2 separate regions of the Zea mays genome follow, and region 2 is linked to region 1. Evidence: chromatin contacts called from public Hi-C data. All regions are on one chromosome and are shown on one strand. The core of a region is the stretch at or near the end of the contact, and the rest is flanking DNA. Distances in the headings are between cores, read along the strand shown. Region 1 holds the start of LOC100382408. Region 2 holds the start of LOC100275206.

Region 1 (2,700 bases), core at 12-2,511:
GTACTTAGGCAAATAGGAGCCAGTATATTTCGGTGATTAGCACAATAGTACTCAAATGGGGTTGATCTTCACTCGCCATCTCTTAAGGAAAATAAAACCTTGAGGCCTTTTTCGGCTGCATGGGGATTAGAGACGATTGAGGGAGATTAAATATCTTTCTATTCAATTTTGACTAGCAAAGGATTTAACCCCCTTCAATCCACCTCTAACCGAATAAGCCCTCAAGGGGCAAAGTTCGTCAGTTCTGAAACAGGCAGTTGGCATCAGCAGTTCTGATATTATGTCCCAAAAAGATATTTACCAAAATCTTTTGTTTTATAAGATTTGGTGATCTAGGACTTCTTTTGGGCTATGTGGCTAGTTTTGCTTGTGCACTGCAACTCGCAATATCTTTTGGGTAGTAAAACTTAGAACTCAGCTTACACTGTGTAGATATGCTAGTAACTGGCAAAACAGATGGGAGTAGAATTCAGTGCCAAGGGCACGCTAGATTTGTTCCAAATACAGAACAGAGAAGATAAGGCATCACATATAGGAAAATAATCCCAAGTCCGAAACTCCGAATGAACAGTCAGTCTACAAGATCACGTTTTGGGAACAAGATGCTGTGCAAAATGGGTAATAGCACAAGATGGAGAAACAGAATGCAGCAAACCTGCATGGCTCCGAGGTTCATCCGGTCGGTGACAACATGGAAGACGTGCTTGGAGGGATCGTTGGAGTTGGCAACGGCGGAGCGCACGACGCACGAGGCCGCGAGCACGTTGTCGGAGAAGATTGCATAGTGGAAGAGCGCGGGGTCCTCGAGCGCCGGCGGTGGCGGCACCGGGTCCGCGTACTGGTCGGGCCTCGCAATCCGCTCCGCGGTGAGGCGGACAGCGAGGCAGTGGAGCGGCTTGGGGATGGACTTGGCGGCGATGAGGGAGGCGAAGGCGCCGCGCTTCTTGGCGCGCGCGAGCAGCTCGTTCTGCGCGAAGATGGTGTCCTTGAGGCGCTGGATCTTGAGCTGCGGGTCGAAGAGCGGCTTGGAGTCGGCGATGGCGGCGCGCGCGGCGCGGATGAGGTCCTTGGCTTGGAGGTCGAGCTGGCGGGAGGACGATACGTTGGCGGAGGAAGGGTCCGAGGCGAAGTCGGCGGCTACGGAGAGGGCGCGGAGCGTGTTGGTGAGGTTGCGGTGGAGCGAGGAGAGGAGGCGGAGGTGTCGCGCGCGGTCCAGGTGGAGCCGGCGCGACGCCGCGGCGAGCGCGGCAGCGGATGCGGCCGCGTCCGAGGCCTGCTTCCGGATCTGCTCTGCCCGGAGGCGGTCCCCGTTCACGGCCGCGGACCCGGCCCAGGCACCGGGCGGCGCGGCGGCGGCGAGGAGGAGGAGGGCAAGAACCGCGACAGGACGCCCCGGGTTCCCGGCGCCGGCTACCATGGCTTCAGAGCTCGCACGCCGACGGAGCTTCTCGCATTGAAGGAGGGAGAGGAGAGGGTGTTGAGGGAGCAGACGAGGAGTGGTGTGCTGTACAGTGGTGGTGGGCTGGTGGCGGGGGGCTTGGGCAGAGAGAAGAGGACAGGTAGGAATTTAACTCACCGGGTAATGTAATGTGTTTGGGGCTTGGGCCTTCTTCGCCGCGTCGCCGACACCAACAGTATGATCTCACTGGCTGGTGGGGCAACAGACACCGAGTCCTACATGGCAGTGGAAGTAGCTACAAGTAGGAGCTGGGAATCAGGTTGTGGGCCGCGGGGTTCGTGGCCTGGTACCAGATTGACGCGAGTCGGTGTTCTACCAGTGGGCCCACGACTCAGCGTTTCAAGGTCTGGGTGTTTCGGCGGTGAGCCACCCACCAGGCAGGGCCGACGGGGAAATGTCCATTAGCCGAACCATCATGCAGGTGGTGGTGCGCGGTGGCCGGAATTCTGGTATTGGGAGGATGGATCCGGATCGGATCTTACGCGCCGCTCCAACTGCGAGCATGCTGGATTTACAATGTAATGCTGACCTGAGCACATCCTGAGTAAGATTGAGCACATTGCGTAATTTTATCTTCAGCGGCTTTACTTATATCACCTTCTATTTTAAACTCCACTTTATAAACAGTATATATCTACTATGCGGAACAATATTTTTTACAATCATCATATACACGATTGTTGTGCATCTGGCCCCATGCCCAAATGAACAGCTTAGTCTGACACATCATAGACCCGTCTAGACATTACCACATAGGCACATAGCCGTGATTATTAATGGTATCGTGCCGCATCGGCCCACAGGCTAGCTTAGCCCAAATACGACTTAAAGACTTGCTAGCTGGTCCATTGTATTGTCTGGACTAAGTTGATTTCTCAAGCCACTTAGACTTCAAAGTTTTAATAGATTTATTGACACAATACCTAATAATATAGGTAAAAGATCATGTCGAATCACGTTCGATCTAGGACACGGCCTAAGACCATCTCCAACAGATCCTCTATCGCATCCTATATTTTAAATTTTTCTCTACAAACAGTGTCAAACAATGTCATCCCCTATTTTACACACTTCACTGGAGATAGTCGAAGCACCACATACTTATAGGCCATGGTAGCCCGAGCATGATTTTGGGTCATATTGGGTTGTGCTCACACTATCCGGTAGTACAAAGTTATAATAGTTGTCCAATTTAAGATGTGATCTATTATTCATATTATTGGAGTCGTCGTCACTGCGCC
Region 2 (2,700 bases), core at 63-2,562, 160 kb after region 1:
ACTTTACAGGAACTCACCTTATCCCTTGTAGCAGATGGTGTCTCACGAGACAAAATCTTAACGAACTACTGAAAGCGATCTCCGGTCTCTGATGTATTTTATGACCAGTTAGGCCTCAACGTGTAAACTTTATTGCTTAGGCCTGGCTGTGATGTTCCAGTGATATATGAATAAACTACTGAACTTGAGACGAGGATGTAATGTTCAGTGATATATTATATGAATAAACTACTGAATTTGAGGCGAGGACAATACTGTGGTCAAGTTTCGGTTTGGTTCATATAAATGGCCGCAGTAACATGCTTCTTTATCCTTCATGCAAGTAAAATGCTCCCTCTACTGCTTGTCAACCCTGAGGGCCTGTTTGTTTGGTCTTAATTGGGCTGAATTAGAATTAGATTCTAGGGCAAGCCTGTTTGGATGCACTTGAAATTGGAAATCAACATTCCACTCACTTTCCTAGCCCAAATCTAAAGCCCACAACAGATTCTTAGCTTGTGAAGACAGAAAACGATTCCTCTCCCCTCCCTCCCAGCAGGAGCTTTTGTTATTATAATACTCATTTCATTAGGCTTCTTCTTTTTAGTACTTATAATTTTACCTTCTCCATAATAGTATTCATAGGTAACCCTATTCTTTAAAATAGTACTTCGACCTCTTTTTAATCATTTCTATTTTCTTTTCTTATTTCTCAGCACCGTACTCCCTACTTTTCCTCTCTCCCTCCACATCTCTATTCATCACAAGAATGCATACATACATACATACAACAGACTAGATATCGCAGGTGTAATTCTCAGATGCATCAACAAGTGTGATCATATTTATTACTGACGTACTGACCGGTTAGGTTATATATCACAGTAGCTATCATCCACGGCTGAACAACTCCAAGTAATTCCCTTGTCTATCATTCGTCTTCCATCTTCATGCCAAATAAAAATAATATACAAAACTACTACTATCTACCTTGACAAGAACATGTTCAAACGGTTGCTGGTGACCCTCATCCCTCAGCCGGTCAATAGCATCTAAGCAAACTAGACACAAATACTAGCATTGGCAGTATGAATTCCTGCTAGAACTGATATAGCAGTACGGCTAATTTAGGTGGTGAGAAATAAGAAAATAAAATGAAAACAATTAAAAATGGGTTAAAATACTATTTTAAAGGATATGTTCACTTGTAAGTACTATTATAGAGAAGATAAAATTGTAAGTACTAAAAGAGAGCAGCCTGATAAAAGGAATACTATAATAGCAAAAAGCTCCTCCCAGCAGTGCACGCGTGAAGCTCGGCGGCGGCCGGCACGGTGCATCCTCCGCTCTTGCCTCACCTCCCGGTCCATCCTCGCTGCTCACGCGTGCCTCACCTCGACAGCAGCCTTCCCTCGCGACAGGGTGAGCACCCTTCCCCCACCTCGCTGCTTCTGACCCGCGAGCCGCGCTGAGGAGATCTCGAGGTGCCCTCCTCCGCCTCGGCGGGCTCGCCTGCCTTGCGGGTCGCGGTCGCGTCGCGGATGGACCTTCTGACTTGTCCGGTTCTCCCCGCCCCTGCGTGCGCTGCGAGCTCGGCTGCGTGCCTTCGTGAGAGGGGGTGCGAACGGCCAGATGGGGATCTAATCAGACAAGCGAACGAGGACGGGAACGGGCACGGGGGTGCCGCGCCCGCGATATCCGTCGTCCCCGGCGAGGCGGCGACACTGCTGCTGTAGGTGCGAGCCGTAGCTACTGGCCTGCCGTAGCTACTGTAGGCGGCGACACTGCTGTAGGTGCGCCCGCGACAATTGCATTCTTACAATTGCCTCTGATTATTGACAACGCTCTGCAGATCAGTTTCCTCTTGCAATATAACAAAGTTCAATCCTGGTAGATGCACGAAAAGACACTCCGCAGAGGAAATTTACCATGAAACTCAAACCCGAACAGCCTCCATGTATCCTCACAGCAAGAAAGATATCTAGATTTCATATATTCAGCAATTTCATCGATACCATCAGAGCTAGTCTTTTCTTGATCTACTGTACCGTCACCCTTTGTAGATTCTGAAGCAGATGACTCACGATTCTTGAACCTCATTCTATGCACAGTCAAATCCTTTGTTGACATACTTAATAGACACTTGATCAGATAGGTTTGGTTACAGGCCTCAACATCAATATGTGCCTGGCATTTCTTGAGCACAGTGCACAGATAGACTATGTGGCACAACCCATAGACTATCTACTTGTACATTCCCTTTCCAGGCAAGAATACCATTTTTCTGCGCCTGTATAGTGGGTAGCCAGCTTCGTAAAAAAAAAACTGTTTCAGATCTAAATGACTTAGGCCTTTTAAACAATAGCCATCTCTCGTGCAAGGACTATTTGGATTAGCTGAACCACACGGGTCTTGTATCATAAACTCTTCAACCAGGAAGAATCCTAACGGATCAGCACTAGGATCAGGTAACTCAGCAGATATATATCTATCAACGTTAAGATTCGATTTGCTGGTCAGCGAGTCAAAATGGCTCGCCCAGCTGGACCAGCTCATGTGGAACCATGCCTAGGAGCTCTCCAGCTGAGAACCGTTGGCCAAATAAATCCTTTTGTTGGGTGTGGATCAGCTCATGTGGAACCATGCCTACCTTGCCTGCTCACTTGTGAAAGACGAATGTTCCCCCAGTGCATATTTGCATTGCATTCTATATTCGCATTG

What was found. A called contact is a pair of places that touch in the nucleus more often than the background predicts.
Region 2: a contact with region 1 is called in a Hi-C map of tassel, with 2.1 times the contacts expected there. The contact joins the promoter of LOC100275206 here to the promoter of LOC100382408 in region 1. A contact is called at or near these places in 6 of 25 Hi-C or Micro-C datasets (ear, endosperm, leaf and 3 more).

Annotation. Positions count from the first base shown.
Region 1 is chr5:165,940,199-165,942,898 of Zm-B73-REFERENCE-NAM-5.0, forward strand. It overlaps LOC100382408, which reads right to left and starts at 1,262. Exons shown (of 3, transcript NM_001175152.1): 1 at 656-1,262. The coding sequence starts at 676.
Region 2 is chr5:166,097,334-166,100,033 of Zm-B73-REFERENCE-NAM-5.0, forward strand. It overlaps LOC100275206, which reads left to right and starts at 1,313. Exons shown (of 4, transcript NM_001149352.2): 1 at 1,313-1,401. LOC100282665 reads left to right here. Exons shown (of 5, transcript NM_001155573.2): 5 at 10-334. The coding sequence ends at 72.